3 separate regions of the Mus musculus genome follow, and regions 1 and 2 are each linked to region 3. A link is a contact called in public HiChIP or PLAC-seq data. All regions are on one chromosome and are shown on one strand. Each heading gives the region's core, a stretch centred on a gene start, on an enhancer-like site or on the middle of the called end of the contact. The rest is flanking DNA. Distances are from core to core; before and after follow the strand shown.

Region 1 (2,896 bases), core at 63-2,562, 760 kb after region 3:
GTAGGAAGTCATGGCATTTGACAGGGAGCACAGCTGTTATCTCAGCATTAGTAACATGCGAATCTATGACTCCCACAAGGCTCTGATATGTAGATGAACCACAGCAAACATTTGTGTTATGATACTGACTTCTGAATATTTATTGACAGATAGGCTATAGGTTTCCTTTATTGAGAATGAAGAAATAAACTGTCTTTATCTTTCCTGTCAGTAAGGTTGGGGGAGGGGGCTTTTGCTGGTTTGTATTTTCACATTTCAATAAGCATATTTTGAAATCACTATTTCCCATCATATACAATATCATATAAAATAGGGGACACATTTCTGTGTCCCTTAGCAAAAGAAAGGTCTCAACTTGATAGCTTTTATGCTTAGCTCAACTTTGTAAATGTTCCACAAAAGAAGGGGGCAGGGAAGGCTGGGCGCTGCACCCTTCTGCCCAGCACGTTCATTACGCTTTTCAATAAAAATAGAACTTATTTCCCGCCTGTTACCATCATGGTAAAAACTTAACAATGTAGTTCCTTCTCTTTCTTATATTGCAAAAGATAGTTTTAATTTAGTCTTGCCATATTTATATAGCTAAGAATTTACTACATTTTGGTAGTCTGTTTTGAAACTAAATACTTGTATCTGACAGATGCAGATAAAGTCTGCCTATTTCTTACACAGTGGGCTCTGTTTGCTACAGAAAAGAGTGAAACTTTTCCCAGCTTAGCACATTTGCCATTGAAATGGACCTGACAGAGCAGAGGTTCTAACTTTGGCTCCAATTACTTTTAATAATGATAAGACGTGAGTTCTGTTTGTTTACATGCTGTTTACAATGGCATAATTTTTAAAAATAAATCTATATGAGAACTGAGATATTTATTGCATACTATTTTAAAGATGTTTTAATGTGTTTTCACCTTTGGAATATATTGTTACATTTCCTTGTACAGATAATTTGGGTGGCTTTGTTAATGTAGCTAATAATTTTTATGACTACTAAGTGACCAGTTTCGGTGCCTTCTCTTGTGGGATGCATGACTCTGTATTTATTGTAAGGAAGTCACTGATGTGTGTATTTTTGTACTGAGAGTAATGGTTGATGTTCATGATGATGAGAGACGTCTTTCCCAAAGGGCACTGCCTTCAGATCGACCTTCTCAAATAAAAAGACTGCATTGGAAGGTGTGAGGCCTGCACTCTTTCTGGAGGGAAGTCGTTGAGATGTTTCGAAGAAAAATACAAAGTACCTTTAACCACGCCCTGCCTCCCACACACACCCTTCTTGAAGTCTAGATGGTATCAGAGCCAGGATGCTGGTACTGATACGGTCAAATTGTTCAACAGTTGAGTCACCCACAACAAGGCTCCTCTCGATGCTCATTTACAAACACAGCTACTCCCATTGTGCCGTCAATTTCTTCTCACCTCCAGGCAACTGATAACCTGTCTCCATTGCAAAACTTTCATTATTTCAAGTATTAGTGGAATTATACAGTTCATGACTTTATATGGTCCACACACACACAATGTCCCAGATACATCCAAATCAGTGTATGTATCAGTGTGGTTTTTGTTGTTTTAATTTTTTATTGATGGATAATATTCCATGCAGTGGAGTTATTAATGTTCAAAACACAATTTGGTTTCCCCCAATAGAAATAAGCCCTTGATGTTATAAGAGATGCCTCTGCAACTAAGAATACTTGCTTCCCAATCAGGGAGACTGGAGTTCAAGTCCCAGCACTCATAGCAGGCCTGAGCATCCTGCCCATCCTTCGAATCCCACCTCCGAGGAAGGCAAAGACAGGAGGACTGGCTTGCTGAGAAAATGTGACCCCAGTTCACGATGAATAACTCAAACAGCTGGAGAGCACTGGCAGAGTACATCAGGACCCTCGGCTGGTCTCTGCACACACTGCACACACAGAGACCCAGACACAAATAGAAAGCAAAACAGCACAGTGGGGAAGATGGTATAGTGTGACAAAGACATACCTGCAAGGAGAAGCAGAAGCTGGGCATGCGGCCATGAATGAACTTGAAAAGGACCGAGGACAGGGCAGACAGTCAAAGGGTACTGGGGGCAATCTTGTTGAGATGAGAAGGAGGGAGCAATAACGAATACTTCATAGTTACGGCCTGGACTTGGAGGTTGGCTGTAGATGAATGAGGAGCTCAAACTCAGAAGTCTGGGTTAGTTCCATGAGAGTTTAAAGTGACTGTAGGTAGGATGTCCACAGCAAACGTACCGGGGAGAATTTCTGAAAGGAAATGCAGATGTGAGGGCCAACATCTTGTGAGCTAAAGTCATTAGAGAGAGGGAAGTTGTCCTAAAAAAAAAAAAACCTTTGTGAACACAGAAAGTGAGTCCCGCAGAGTTCAACCCAGAGGAGATTAGAAAATGGAGCCAATTGCCTCAGTCAGAATCAGGGCCCATGCTGTAAGACACTGGCAACAATAGCCTGGCAGACAAGCATCCTTCCTTCTGTTGCCCAGTCTTGAAGGCTGCTGTGGACAGAAAGGGAAGAGTCAAGGAAGAGATGCTGTTTGTAGAACCTCATGCCCAGGGCTGCAGAGTGGTGTTTACAAGGCATGTTTGAAGCTAAGTGACAAAGAGCTCCCATATATAGCTGGTGAGCCTAAAACCACACTTTTCCTTAGGATAAGGAATGGTTTTTACCTCATTCACAGGGTGCTGTGCCCAGGAGGAGTAGTTGAGGGAGTGGAGGATTTAGCTTAGAACATAGACCACAGGGTAGTTGAGAGTGGGGTCAAACCAGAGGGGATAAAGGTGGATGGGAGAACTGTTCAAATATGGAAGGGATCGTCACGGGAAAGCAGGCTTACAAGTGAGAAAAATGGAAACGATTGAAAATACCGTGATGATGTGTCATAGGAAAAG
Region 2 (2,700 bases), core at 61-2,560, 700 kb after region 3:
TTTTATGACCATGACATTGAGATACTGTCCCTCCATCCTTCCTCTTTCTTCCCTCCCCACTCTCCCTCTCTTCCTCCTCCATATCATCTCTTCCGGCTTCCCTCCACTAAGCATGCACTCACTACATAACACTTACTTTAGATAACCATAGGAGTAGACTGCTCTGGGCAGAGTCACTCACATACAGTGCAAGCTTATTTCCCAGAAGGGTAAATACACCTTCAGTGGTTTCCTAAACACTGAACATTTTGTGATGATGTTGATCCTGAACAGACAGGTCTGTCGGGGTCATTTATCACGTGTTGGTTTGTTGTTTTTACAGTTCTTGAAGGTTTCTTTGTTTATTGTCAGGTGCACACTGCCTGCAAAGATGTGTACCATCCCGTCTGTCCCCTTGGCCAGTGTAAAGTCTCCATCATACCTCCGATTGCACTAAATAGCACAGACTCTGATGGTACGTAGCAGTAGTAAGTATGTGTATTTCTAGCGTATTTACTGTTGATTGAATTTCATATGATACATTGTAATTGATTATTCTGGTCAGTTTTTATAAATGCTGGACGGTATATTTGGTTGCTTAATTAGTTGATTCTTGTGATGCTGGGCATAAATGATCCTGAAGAGCTAAGCATACGTCCAACCACAGAGCTACATCCCCAGCTCAAATGAATATTTTGAAAGGAAAGTTGTAGTGCAGCCATTAACACTTTGGCCAGATCATTGTACACAAGACTTGCAGGTTATTGGTTTTTGTTTTTTTTCACATCCCAACAAATGAAGGGGGACCGTCATTTTGTACTGAACTCCTGAAAGGTTAACGTGTCTGTGTTCTCTCACCATAATTGAAACTGCCCATTAGCATGGGCTCCTATTAAGATTTGCTCTCCTGTCATTTAATTGCAGGAATCTGTATTCCTCTAAATGCATTTGCTATTTCTAGAATCTGGCCAGGGCTTAACTGTAAGTGCAGAGGAGACTTTGTGACATCACCGGTTTTAGAATGGGACACTCGTTACTTCCTCCTCTGCACGCCACGTTACAAATGGCTTCTGCAATGTGTCGTTTTAGTCTTCTGTTGTGCTTCCTGCACAGGCGTGTAACAGCTGTGCAGATGGCTGCGAAGCTCAGGGGATGTGTTCTTGACAGCTCTCCCCACCCCCAATAGATCCTTCATTCATTTTAACGTATTTTCTTAGACCTATACAAAGAACAATTAGAATATTGTAAAATACCAAGTATGGGCATGAGTCGTTTGAGAACTGTAAACCCTTAGCTTTCCTTTCCTTATCAAGATTGGTAAGGTTGGTGGTTATTGTCTGTGATGTGGTTCCTCACTGCAAAGTATATGCTAAAACATGAGTTTTAGATTGCTAGGATGCAGATACTGAACCGTTTAGCCAGGGGACTAGGTTACGGTGATGCGCCAGCATTAAGGAAGGAAGGTTCCTTGCTTTCACCCATTTTTCTTCCTTTTCTGAATACCTATTAATAATTGAAGAGAGAAGAAGTGCATATTAATCTTGTCCCGGGCTTGTTTTTGCAGGTTTCTGTCGAGCAACCTTTTCGTTCTGTGTCAGCCCCCTCTTGGTGTTCGTCAACTCTAAGAGTGGAGATAATCAGGGAGTGAAGTTCCTTCGTCGCTTTAAACAGTTGCTCAACCCAGCTCAGGTGTTTGATTTAATGAACGGAGGGCCTTATTTAGGGTAATTCATTTATGATAAATCCTACTCGAGTAAAATTCAGTTCTAAGCATGAGAGAGATGTGCCTGGCTCTGCTGCTCATGAAATTAATGTCCAAGCTAGGTGGTAGTGGCGCACAATTTTAATCCCAGTACTTGGGAGGCAGAGACAATTGGAACTCTGCCTTTGGAGGTCCAGGACAGCTAGGGCCACACTGAGAAACCCTGTCTCCGAAAACCAAACTAAACCAACAAACCTAGAAAAATTACACTTTCCGTTAGACATCTTTGTTGCTCTCATGCGTCCCTACATTTGAGCTTTGTCGACTTTAGGTTCAGTATTGTTCTTTTTGAATGGTGCTGGTGATTGACTCTATAGAAGAGCAGGCCCTCCTCATTAAGTTATGGCTCTAGCTTAACTTTCTCTTTATCTGTTGTTGTTTGTTTGTTTTGTTTTTTTGCTTTTTGAGACAGGACTGTGAGGCCCTGGCTGAAGTCTGTGAGAACTAGGCTGGCCTGGGACTTACAGGGGATAGCTTGTCTCTCCCTCCTGAGTGCTGGGATTAAAGATATGCTCCTTAATTAGAGATTTTAACACAAAACTTCCTGATGTTATTCAGCTTTCTGATATCAATTCCAAACTTGTTAGCCTAACTTTCAAATTCTAAAATGTGTACAAAAGTATTTTAAGTGTATGTCACATAAACTTGCATAGATGTAAAATACAAATATCAGAGACTTATCTTCATAGAAAATACACACACAGTGCATGACCTAACTAAAGGGGGTCTGTTTAGTACTTCAGCCCGGAAGGGTCTTGGGCTGACCTTGATAAATGCTAAGGGAATTTTGTTGACCGTTCTGTGATGCTGTATAACTTAAAGTCTAAACATGACTGTGAACTGCCTGACATTTTCACTGTGAGGATACACCTTAGGTCCTTCACCCCCTTTCGGTGACTGTGTGTGATGGTATATGTATACATTTTCTGTGGGGGTGGCGGATGTCTTCTCATGGAGGA
Region 3 (2,700 bases), core at 77-2,576:
CACGATTTTATACAACAGGTGGTGCCACATTGCAAGGTGGTACCTCGAGAACACTGATTTGGGTCACAATCCAGAAAGTAGTGGCTTCTGTTGCATCAGATCCTTTTGCGTTATTAATAAATTACGATTTCGGCTGGGCGTGGTGGCGCACGCCTTTAATCCCAGCACTCGGGAGGCAGAGGCAGGCGGATTTCTGAGTTCGAGGCCAGCCTGGTCTACAAAGTGAGTTCCAGGACAGCCAGGGCTGTACAGAGAAACCCTGTCTTGAAAAAACCAAAACCAAAAAAAAAAAAAAAAAAAAAAAAAAAAAAAAAAAAATTACGATTTCTGTAGATTGGTCAGGAAAAGAATACTAGATAAAAACGGATGGAGGCAGGACAGTACTCCCTTGTGCTGGCTGCAGAGGGCCGGAACAGGGTCTGAAGAACCCACACTATCTATGCAGAAATTCACGCAAGAACTTCACATTTTATAGTTTCTTCAACTTAGAAATGTAACCTCTGTGAATATATTCTTGAGCTGGCAAGAAGTCTCAGGGGATAAGGACACCTGTCACCAAAGACTGATGACCTGAACTGGAGGGCCAGAAGTCACACTGTGGAAGGAGAGAACAGACTCCACAAAGCTGCCTTCTGACACACACACACACACACACACACACACACATAATAACTTTAAAAAGAAAAATCTGGAATGAGTTTAGATATATAAATCCTAGAACATTTGTTGAAGTATGACTTTTTAATAGTAAACATGGGAGAATATAAGTGTTAAAAAGTAGGGTATTTTTACCCATTTTTGTGTTTTGTTTTGTTTTTCGAGACAGGGTTTCTCTGTATAACCCTGGCTGTCCTGGAACTCACTTTGCAGACCAGGCTGGCCTCGAACTCAGAAATCTGCCTGCCTCTGCCTCCCGACTGCTGAGATTAAAGGTGTGCGCCACGGCGCCCAGCTTATTTTTACCCATTTCAATGCCATGGAAACTGATCATATGATTATGCATCACATACAAACAGAACGGTATTCCGGGTGAAGGTAAGAAACCTTAACTGGACCCCAACAAGAGGCGGGGGGGGGGGGGTCACAGCACTGAGAGGGACGCAGAAGGCCAGGAGGGGTGACTGTGGCAGCAACAGTGAGCACAGCACTGGGAAACAAAAGGCAGAGTCTGAGGGAAGATGTAAGCACGAGTTGACCCTAAGAAAGCAAGGCAGGAAGAATATCAGAAACAGATTATAAAAAACACCCAGCCCGAAGCAGGAAGCCAGCTGCTGCTGCAGCTGGGGAAGAATTGGTCCCCTGAAGAGTAAGTCTGACGAGAGTCAGTGTTCAGAAAAAACACTACGCATCCGTTGTGAGCTAAGCACCTACAGGGGCCAGGCACAGTAGACATATTTGGTGTATTCTTCTCCATAAGGAGCTTGGAAAGGCCAGAGGTCGAGGTCACACGTGTTTGTAACTTAGAGCTGCACTCTGACCTGTCTTAGGGCAAAGCCAGTATGGCACAGCAAGGAAGACATGGTTGGGAACAACAGTCTCTAGTAATTCTGACTGGATCCAGACAGGGTGGGCACAGACCAGCCAAGTGTGGTGTACTGTGGGTGCCTGCCTTCTCAATGTCTCAAACAGCAGCAACAATAACAATACCACACACACACACACACACACACACACACACACACACATACACAAAACACACATACATACATACATACATACATATACATACACACACAAATACACATACATACACACACAAACACACATACACACACATACACATACATACACACACAAACACACACATATACACACATACACACACACAAACACACATATACACATACACACATACACACACACAGAGCAATGTTGTGGGCCATCTCTAAAGTCGCACACATTGAATATAATTCACTGTAAATGACAGGACCCAAGGTGGCCTGTGCCATCAGATTGTGCTCTGTTTATGTGCCCTCATGTGGGAGGACCGGAGGGGCTTGTTCAACTCCTGTTGACGAACAGTGAACCTATAACAAGCTTTTGTGCAAAGAAGAGTCATCCCCTCTATTCTGACTTGATTAGTAAAACACTATTTTCTTCTTATAAATATTTTGAGCAGTTAGCAGTCCCTTAACCATTAACGTTTAAAAACCACTGGGCTGGGATGTAACTCATGGGCAGAGCATTTACTTAGCACACATGAAACCCTTGGTTGGTTCCCAGAATTGCATACAAATGATATTTCCTAACATAGTTATTTATATATGACTTTCATAACTAATAAATGTAAATTTTTGAACATTGTTAAAATATTTTTACATTTATTTATTTGCATGTGTGCATGCATGCACATTCCCATGTGTGTGCACATTCCCACGTGTGTGTATACGTGCATGCTTGCATGTGTGCTTGCCTATGTATGTACTATGGTATACACGTAGAAGAGGTAACTTTTGGCATTGGTACGTGAGTTCTGGGGATCAAACTCAGGCTGTCAGCTTTGACAGAAAGGGCCCTTACCCACTGAGCCATCTTGCTGGCTCCAATTTTTGAACTTTTGACAGATTAAGATCCTTATCTACCAGAGATGGGTGTGGTGGCACACACACCTTTAGTCACAGCACTCTGAAAGCAGACGCACATGGATCTCTCTGGGTGTTTGAGGCCAGCCATGGTCTCTAGAGTGAGTTCTAGCTGAGC

The links. HiChIP or PLAC-seq counts read pairs in DNA pulled down with a chosen protein or histone mark.
Region 1: a contact with region 3 is called in an H3K27ac HiChIP or PLAC-seq map of T-cell acute lymphoblastic leukemia, with 4 times the contacts expected there. The contact joins two enhancer-like sites. A contact is called at or near these places in 3 of 39 promoter capture datasets (embryonic stem cells and stem cell-derived epiblast-like cells), 1 of 15 datasets of contacts at CTCF or cohesin (embryonic stem cells), 1 of 484 Hi-C or Micro-C datasets (embryonic stem cells) and 3 of 115 datasets of contacts at active chromatin or transcription factors (T-cell acute lymphoblastic leukemia, astrocytes and embryonic stem cells).
Region 2: an H3K27ac HiChIP or PLAC-seq map of T-cell acute lymphoblastic leukemia shows a contact between it and region 3, with 4 times the contacts expected there. The contact joins two enhancer-like sites. A contact is called at or near these places in 2 of 39 promoter capture datasets (embryonic stem cells and hippocampal neurons), 1 of 15 datasets of contacts at CTCF or cohesin (pro-B cells), 1 of 484 Hi-C or Micro-C datasets (bone marrow-derived macrophages), 2 of 115 datasets of contacts at active chromatin or transcription factors (T-cell acute lymphoblastic leukemia and embryonic stem cells) and 3 of 9 other capture datasets (embryonic stem cells, liver and macrophages).

The regions. Positions count from the first base shown.
Region 1 is chr14:78,557,632-78,560,527 of GRCm38.p6, reverse strand. It overlaps Dgkh (diacylglycerol kinase, eta), which reads left to right. Exons shown (of 30, transcript NM_001081336.2): 30 at 1-1,178. Among named protein-coding and RNA genes, the nearest start is that of Akap11, 22 kb to the right of the region's middle. Within about 2 kb of position 1,312, at least 11 of the 459 cell types and tissues checked have an H3K27ac peak or open chromatin away from gene starts, as enhancers often do. A contact at or near this core is called in T-cell acute lymphoblastic leukemia, where this site is marked.
Region 2 is chr14:78,617,526-78,620,225 of GRCm38.p6, reverse strand. It overlaps Dgkh (diacylglycerol kinase, eta), which reads left to right. Exons shown (of 30, transcript NM_001081336.2): 9 at 352-454; 10 at 1,544-1,703. Among named protein-coding and RNA genes, the nearest start is that of Gm26251, 15 kb to the right of the region's middle. Within about 2 kb of position 1,310, at least 25 of the 459 cell types and tissues checked have an H3K27ac peak or open chromatin away from gene starts, as enhancers often do. A contact at or near this core is called in T-cell acute lymphoblastic leukemia, where this site is marked.
Region 3 is chr14:79,314,732-79,317,431 of GRCm38.p6, reverse strand. No RefSeq gene overlaps it. Among named protein-coding and RNA genes, the nearest start is that of Rgcc, 14 kb to the right of the region's middle. Within about 2 kb of position 1,326, at least 41 of the 459 cell types and tissues checked have an H3K27ac peak or open chromatin away from gene starts, as enhancers often do. A contact at or near this core is called in T-cell acute lymphoblastic leukemia, where this site is marked.